Linked DNA regions of Mus musculus: region 1 is linked to region 2. The links are chromatin contacts, called in public Hi-C maps. All regions are on one chromosome and are shown on one strand. The core of a region is the stretch at or near the end of the contact, and the rest is flanking DNA. Distances in the headings are between cores, read along the strand shown.

Region 1 (4,495 bases), core at 1,044-3,543, 220 kb after region 2:
TGTGGCTTTAGTCCCAGAACTCCTGAGGCAAAGTCAGGCAGATCTCTGAGCTCAATGCCAGCCTGGTCTACATACAGAGTGAATTCTAAGACATCTAGGATTTCACAGAGAAACTCTATTTTTAAGAAACAATGACAACAACAAAAACTACACTCTTCATTGTCATTTTAGTGTTAAGAATTGTGAGTTCCAATAATTACATAATAATAATAGGACATGTAACAACTTACCTTGTGAGTTTTTAGTCTGATGAAGTCAACCTTCATAGAGACAAATCGATCTGAATTCCAGCTGATGTTCTTGAGGTGTTCTACAAGATCAGCACAGAACTTGTAAGCGCCTTTCAATACACACAGGACCAGAATTTCATGGTAGCCTATGTCTTTCATTACATCCTTAGTCAGCCACTCAATTCTGAAAAAAGTAAGAAATAAAGGATGCATTAATGTACAACTGATAGACACAAGATTATCGATACAGATCAGATCATCCATGTGAACATGAAGAGAAGCCTGGGAAACAGAATGCTCTCAGGCAGAAAGTTCTGTTAAAGTGGAACCAGGGTGCTGATAACACTCCTAATAGGACATCATCGTGCTTGTATGTCATAAACAGGGTTAGAGGTCATGCATGGTATTTATTTATTTATTTATTTATCATTACAGCACCTGTTGTTAAACTTTAAAACATTTGGATGGTATTTACTGAAATCCTCATTTATAGCAAAGAAAGAAGAAATAGAGAGCTGATTTATTTGTTTCTTTTTTATCAGCTTGACACCTAGACCTGTGCGGGAAGAGGAAATGGAAATGCTGCCTCCATAAGATTGGCCTGCGGGGAAGTCTGTGGCGTGTGGTCTTGATTAATGGAGGACCCAGATCACTGTGTGTGTGTGGGGGGGAGCTATCCTTTGGATAGGTTTTCCCGGCTTGTATAAGAAAGCAAGCCTTCCTCTACAGCTTCTGCTTCAGTTCCTGCCTCCAAGTTCCCACCTTGCTTGAGTTTCTGTCCTGGCTTCCTCCAGTGATGGACTGTTGTTACCTAAAAGTGTAAGATGAAATAAATCCTTCCCTCCCCAAGTTGCTTTTGGTTCTGGTGTTTTTTCAAAGCAACAGAAACCATAAGACAGAGAGTGACAGATTCTTCTTACACTGGAAGAAAAGTCAAGTGGTGAGTAACTAAAAAAAAAAAAAAAATCATATATTCACCAAAGGCAGCACACACTGTAGCAATACAGTGTGGAATCCTATGTGGAGGATGCTCCCTGGAGTCAATGAACAGCAATCGCTTGCCTCTGCCTGTGCTTTGGCACTATCTTCACAATTTTCTACTCATTCTATATGTACAAGTGTGTAGCCACTCCCCACACAAAACCAAAACCCTGAACAGAGGCAGGATCTCAGATGTACCTTAAAAAGAAAATCCCAATGGGCATTTATATTATATATGCACAAATAGAGTGTTAGCTGTGTTTTCAGGTAGTGTTTATCTAAATAAATATGATCACCCAATGATTGTATATCAGAATATCTGGCATGCTTTTACAAAAATGTATTGAATTCATAAATTTCTCATTACATTTATTTATTTAGTGTATGTGCATGTGTACATATACACATACTACAGTGTGTGTGAGCACGTATATGTGTGTGTATACATGGATATGCATGTATATGTGGGGAGTATTTACATGCATATATATGAAAGGGCATGTACAGATGGAGGTCAGAAATCAACCTAGGGTATCTCTTCTTAGGAGCTGTCCATCATAGTTTTGAGACAGGGTCTCAGTGGGTCTTGGAGCTTACCAATTAGGATAAGCTGGTGGCCCTGCAAGTCTGGGATCTGCCTGTCTGTCTCCCCAGAGCTGGGGTTACAGGCACAGCTTATCATCTCAGTCTTTTCACATTGGTTCTGGAGATCAAATTCAGGTCTGCATGCTTGCACAGCAAACACTTTATCAACTGTGCATCTCCCCAGCCCCTCCAGTCCCACAAATTATACTTTAAACATAAAGACTCAGATTAAAGTGGAAGGACTGAGAAGGACACATCACGCTGTGGCAAGGAAAAGTAATATGAAGAAACCATCTTACTTTCAGTCAGGATGTGACATTAGAGTCGGTGATCTCTGTCAGCTCCTGAAGAATGCTTGACAATCCTAGTGTATGTTTCCTTAAGGATGCCAGGTGACTGACAGAACAGCAAGGAGAAAGGGACACCACTGCACTTAGAGACTCCCTCCCACACTCCCTCTACCAGGCATGGGCAGATCCTGCAGTTGGGAAATCAGTTAGGATAAAGGATAAAGTTGAACAACCAATCAATAAACTGGATCTAGCTGGTATGTGTACAACACTCTACCAAACAACAGAATATGCATTCTTCTCAAAATATTCCAATGAAAATGACAACACTAGAAAAAATATGTGAAAATTATAATCTGTTAAAGGTTTGTATCTAATATATATGTTATATATCTAATATATGTCATATATATGTTTTCACTGTATAACCATGGCTGTCTTAGAACTCACTTTGTAAACGAGGTCAGCCTCACACTCACAAAGATCTGTCTGCCTCTGCTGGAATTAAAGGTGTCCATCACCACTGCCTGACTTCTGCGTTTATATAATTAAAATGATTATATTTACACAATATATGTGATTATAATTATAGTTGTATATATTTAATCCTTTAATGACTCAACAAGAAGACAAACAACCAAATAAAAAAGTTTGCAAAAGGCTTGGATAGAGAACTTTTATCTCCATAAAAAAAAGAATGATAATAGCTGATAAGCACACTAATGATTCAGGAAATATAATCACAGGTTGATATCATCATACTAAATGTCAGTAGATGTGTGAAGACAACAGAGTCCTGTGAAACTACTAGTGAGGCTGGAAAATGGCACAACCACTTTAGGAAACAACCTGCAGTGGTTGGAACTCACCAGGAAGCCCAGAATTTCACCCCAAGGGCTTAATCTAGGAGAAATGAAAAATGCATCCATGCCAAGAATTGTCTCTGAGCTGTGTACAAATCCACGTCAGCAGTCCAAAGGTTCATTGGCTCCTGGACCAATGATTAGATGCTTTATGACTTAATTTCCATGTAACTGCCTGTCGGTAAATTAATGAAACTGTAAGACAGGATTGTGGAGATGGACCCAAGCATAAAAATGTACTGAAATCATAGAACCATTTCCCCACGTAAAGTGGATGTAATGTTTGTTTTAAAGCTGAGGGCTGAATTCCTGGACCCCACCCTGGACCACTTATAGAGGAATTTTAGACACTGGAGGGACTGGAACACCAAGCCAGCCACAAAATCTTCGACTCACAATTTATCTTGCCTATGAGATGTGCAGAGATAAAAGACAGAGAATTTGAGGGAAGGGCCAAACAATAACTGGCCCCGCTTGAGACCCATGCAATGAGATGGAGTCCACCCCTGACACTATTAATAATATTCTGCTATCCTTGCAGACAGGAGCCTAACATAACTGTCATCAGAGAGCTTTCATCTAGCAAGTGATGGAAATAGATGCAGAGACCCATTGCCAACCATTGAGTGGAGCTTGGGGAATCCTGTGGAAGAGGGGAAGGAAGGATTGTAGGAGCCACAGTAGGTCAAGGACACGACAAGAACACCTAGAGTCAACTAACCTGGGCCCATGGTGGCTCACAAAGACTGAAATGCCAACCAGAGAGCATGCATGGGATGGACCTAGGCCCTCTGCACACAGGTACGAGTTGTGCCGCTGGGTCTTCTGTAGCTCGCATCAGCTACTCTGTGGGTTCTTTTTCCTTCTACCCTTCTCCCCACCCGTTCAACCCCCTAATTCTAGATAGGAAATAAGAACAGAGGAGAAAGGATTCAGCTGTGTTACTAGACTACTTTCTGCTGATTAGGGCCATGGAGTTCCTTGGAGCAAGTTTGAAATTCATCATCAGGATATCTAATTTTTTTCTTGTTGTTTCTGTTTTGTGCATGGCTACTTAATAAACCCCAGCCAACGGCAATCAACCAACAACCCACCCCACTTCTCAGGCTCTTGCATTTACACACCCTCTGAAAGGTCCCCAGGATTCCTGCCATCACACAACTGCCGAAATTATGTGCCCCTGGTAAAATCACGCCTCTGCTAGAGCAACACACAAGTCATAGTCAGCTGCTATGGACCATCTGAAGCACTCTCATATCCCACACCTGGGATTAAAACAAAAATATATTCTTATACTACCTCTGTGGTTTTGAAAGAAATCAAAATGTCAAAACCGTCACTACAGTCTTCATGTGGGACCTCTAACAGCAGGAGCAGGGGCAATCTCAGAGTACACGGCCTGCCTTTGGCTCTCTTTCCCCTAACTGGGCTGCCTTGTCTAGCCTCAATAGAAGATTTGCCTAGTCCTACTGCAACACGATATGTCAAGCTTGATTGATATCTGTGGAGAGGTGGATGGGGGGAGAGGAGAGGTGAGAGGGAGGGA
Region 2 (4,405 bases), core at 1,797-4,296:
GACCAAAAAAAGAAGAAGAGGACAAGTCCCTCTTCTAGCGTATGTCAAGTAGAAACAACCAGCACAGCGACCATTATAGAAAACAGTACAAAACTTCCTTCTCACAAATTCTAGCACCTCCTTTTGGCTGCTCATCCAGCCAAAGGCAATGACGTCAGTGGACGAAGCCCTGTGCTTCATGTTTACTGTGACACTGACTCTACTCTGCAGCTCAAGCTGCCCAGGAATGCACCCACAGGCTGACTTCAAACTTACAGCAACCCTCCTCTCTCAGAAGTTCAAAAGCTGGGATTACAGGCATGAGTTACCACATTCAGCTATAAAAGCTACTTTAAGACCCTAACAGAGACATAGTACCTAATGTTAAAAATATTTGTGTGGCAGAGTGTTGGCAGAGCATGCCTTTAAACCCAGCACATGGAGGCAGGAGAAGCAGGAGAAGCAGGAGAGGCAGGAAGCAAAGGCAGGTAGCTCTCTTGTGAGTTTGAGGCCAGCCTGGTCTACATAGTTCAAGGACAGTGGGACTGCACAGAGAAACCTTGTCTTGAAAACAAAAACAAAAACAAACAAAAAGCATGCATTTTGTAATCAAACATTAAAATACTATAGCTGATTGTTAGCCTGTGTTTTTTCTTTTTTCTTTTCTTTTGTGGTATGAGGAAAATCAACAGAGAGATGGGGAAAAGTAAATTATTAAGTCAAGCTGTTCTCCATAGTCTATTCAAGATGAGTGTGATGGTTTGTATAACGCCTGACCCAGGGAGTGGCACTATTAGGAGGAATGGCCTTATTGGAGAAAGTGTGTCACTGTGGGGGTAAGCTTTGAGACCCTCCTCTTAGTCACATAGGAGCCAGTCTTCTCTTTGCCTTCTAAACAAGATATAGAGCTCTCAGCTCCTCTAGCGCCATCCCTGCCTGGATGCTGCCATGCTTCACGCCATGATGATAATGGATTGAACCTCAGATTCTGTAAGCCAGCCCCAATTAAATGCTGTCTTTACAAGAGTTACCTGGGTCCTGGTGTCTCTTCACAGCAGTAAAACCCAAACTAAGAAGACAATATACTCATTTTCAAAATGCTAGTTAATACATTCAAGTTTTACCTCCCAATCTGCAGATCTGACAACTTTAGGAATCCTAATCTCAAATTATAATAATCTCTGAATGGGATCCAGATGAAGACCTGTCACATTTCAATCACAATTTCATATAGTAGAAGCAAGCATATACTCTCTTTTTTTTTTTTTTTTAAGACTTATTTATTATTATATGTAAGTACACTGTAGCTGTCGTCAGACACACCAGAAGAGGGAGTCAGATCTTGTTACGGATGGTTGCACACCAGAAGAGGGAGTCAGATCTTGTTACGGATGGTTGTGAGCCACCATGTGGTTGCTGGGATTTGAACTCTGGACCTTTGGAAGAGCAGTCGGGTGCTCTTACCCACTGAGCCATCTCACCAGCCCCGCATATACTCTCTTAATGCAACCTGACCTTCAAGCAATGGAGTAAAATAAACCAGTTTAAAACTGTAAAAAGTAAACTATGTTTGAAATTACTCATGTTAAACTTTTTCAGATAAAAGACATTTAATTATAAAAACTTTTTTTGTCATGGGAGTGTTTCATACATTCAGAACCAGAGATGCTAACAGCACAAAGCCCCAGGAGACTAGGGAACCAAGAAAATCACATTTCATATAAGCCCACTCGCACCCATATAAAGCTTTTAAAGTTAAATCCCAGATGCCAGTTCATTCATAAACCCTATAGATATTTGGGCAGGCATAGCTGAAAGATAAGAACTTTAGTATTAACCTGCTGGCAAAACCAAAATGCTGCACTGGGTGTCTACAATGGAGTACTCTGCACAATGGAGTTTCGTTCACATAGAAGCTGAGCACAAGGCAATCTTTTACCTTAAGTATCCACTTAACACTAAGAACTGACAAAGCTCCCAAAGCCGTGAGACAAATTCAGAAAGGGCTCACACGTGAAAATCACAAGACACCCCCAGGTTAAGTTTATAAACAAGATACCTGTGGGTGTGCTTGCTTATATACTCAAATCCTGTGAGTTTACTGGGCATCTACTCGTTTACAAATTAAAATTATCTGAGTTTATAGTCAATCTTCTTAGCTATATACTTAATATACTTATACACTTAGCTACATACTCAAATCCCGTAAGTTTACAGTGGACTTGCTCAGTTATACATTAAAATCCTGTGAGTTTATAGAAAATACGCTGCGCAGAAATCTCAAGTGCACAGAATGGATGTAACGGATGCTCAGTAAGTAACTGCTATCTACTTCAAAACCTCAGCCTGGACAATGCTAACAGTAAACAGCCTGAAGCTGTCTGGCCTTCCCAGTACAGGGACAGGGTAGGCAACAGAAGAGCCAGCGTACCTCCACTAGGGGTCAGACATGAATCAGTTTTAGAGCTATAGCTGGGCAGAAACACTGTGGGAGCCTGTTATCCAACAAATACTTCCCCCTAGTTCTCTCTGAATGAACAGTCCGTAACCGCCTTTCAGAGCACTTGGAGTTCAGTAATGTTAGTCTTTTCCCTTGTTTCAGGAGCTTCATAAATGATGTCTATGTCTAGAGTCAGAGCCCTGTTGTTTCTGCTTTGCGAGGTTGTAAATTTCTCTGACAACCCAGACAAATTTGTTAATCATAAGCAACAACTTCCCATCTCTGGATTTATACACTGTTCAACCCCTGAACTAATAAGCTTATCAAGGCTGTCCTCTGTGTGCTCTCTGTTTCTTCTGTACATTTATTAGAAACATATACACCCACAAATTTACACATAAAACACGGGAAGATGGAAATATAAGATGATGTTTTAAGCATAGAAACTATTTTGAATTTGAAAAAAAAAAATCCTTGCCCTACAGCCCTATGTTTCACCTGAGAGTGGGAAAATGGTGAAGCGGTTAGTGTGAGATGACTGTGGACACCGCCACACAGTGAGAAGGAAAGGGGCGCAGAAGGCACGTTTCATTAACCGGCCGGCCGAGGAAGTGCACTATATCACATGACATTTTCAACACTCTGAAGGAAGTGAGGCTAGAGGCAGCACGCTTCCTTCCACGCAATCAGCCTAGTGTGTCTGGCTCATGGTGCAGACTGCACAGATGTTTGCTAAATGAATGAACAAACAAAAAATGTATTTCTTAATTCTTAACTGTCCTCACACTTAGCTTTGAATATTTCTGCTCTGTTTTTATGTCAAAGATGAGAAGTTATCTGTTGAACATTGAAAGCAGGGGGCTGCAATTCCCACAATAAACACTGATTAAGTTAGGAGTCACATACTTTCTATGTAGGCTATGGAAAGCAATGAGGAACAAGATCCGGGCTCTCCAGCAGGAGAGCTATGAACTATGCCTGGGCAGGGCGAAGCCAGAGGAAACTCTGGTGGAGGTCCGTAGCGGTCCTGACGTGCAAATCGGTCGTCCGACCTGGGTATAGGGGCGAAAGACTAATCGAACCATCTAGTAGCTGGTTCCCTCCGAAGTTTCCCTCAGGATAGCTGGCGCTCTCGCTCTTTTCCCGACGTACGCAGTTTTATCCGGTAAAGCGAATGATTAGAGGTCTTGGGGCCGAAACGATCTCAACCTATTCTCAAACTTTAAATGGGTAAGAAGCCCGGCTCGCTGGCGTGGAGCCGGGCGTGGAATGCGAGTGCCTAGTGGGCCACTTTTGGTAAGCAGAACTGGCGCTGCGGGATGAACCGAACGCATATGTTATTCTTCACCCACACCTCCACTGCACAGGGAGGACGGCACCTGGGCACTGCCTTTTCTGCCGCCCTTCCAGGGAAAGTTAATAGAGATAGCCAGCAGCACACTCGCTCTGGCACATGCTACAGCCTCAGCCACACAGCGGGCACCGTCTCCTACAAGGACAACATCCAGTGTGATACCTGGCCTGCCCTGCCTCCGCCCTTTCAATCCTTAAACATCTGAAGTTTCCTTTTATGAACAAAAACTGAGTTGGGAGGGTGGAGACACATCTTAGGAGTAAAGTGTGGAAGTTGAGGAGTTTTAACAAGCATGGGTGGTGCTTCACACAATGAACTGTCTGTCCCTAATGAACATTTAAACGTGAGGACTATCTCTCCCTCAGGAGGCAAGCCTGTTGCTTTCCTCCAAAGACCAGACACAGGAGGAGGTGAACACTGGTTCTGTGACCCTGGTTGTAAGTTATGCAGCAGCTAGGAAAAGCCAGCTTAAAACCACCTAATTACAGTACTGTCTGGGGCAATACTACTAAGAAAAAGCCAGAGAAGAGAGCCATGTTTTAGAGGCGGCTCAAACCCTAGTGTGAATCTCTCTCTAGTTCTCTTACAGTTACTTATCTCTGCCAAAGACTTCCGATTAATTCTCTCTGAAG

What was found. A called contact is a pair of places that touch in the nucleus more often than the background predicts.
Region 1: a Hi-C map of liver shows a contact between it and region 2, with 3 times the contacts expected there. The contact joins two enhancer-like sites. A contact is called at or near these places in 7 of 484 Hi-C or Micro-C datasets (Th2 cells, cardiomyocytes, embryonic stem cells and 3 more) and 2 of 115 datasets of contacts at active chromatin or transcription factors (embryonic stem cells and fibro-adipogenic progenitors).

What each region holds. Positions count from the first base shown.
Region 1 is chr2:21,119,583-21,124,077 of GRCm38.p6, forward strand. It overlaps the pseudogene Gm13377. Among named protein-coding and RNA genes, the nearest start is that of Enkur, 84 kb to the right of the region's middle. Within about 2 kb of position 2,294, at least 6 of the 459 cell types and tissues checked have an H3K27ac peak or open chromatin away from gene starts, as enhancers often do. A contact at or near this core is called in liver, where this site is marked.
Region 2 is chr2:20,896,460-20,900,864 of GRCm38.p6, forward strand. The region is part of intron 3 of Arhgap21 (Rho GTPase activating protein 21); the gene reads right to left. Among named protein-coding and RNA genes, the nearest start is that of Arhgap21, 69 kb to the right of the region's middle. Within about 2 kb of position 3,047, at least 124 of the 459 cell types and tissues checked have an H3K27ac peak or open chromatin away from gene starts, as enhancers often do. A contact at or near this core is called in liver, where this site is marked.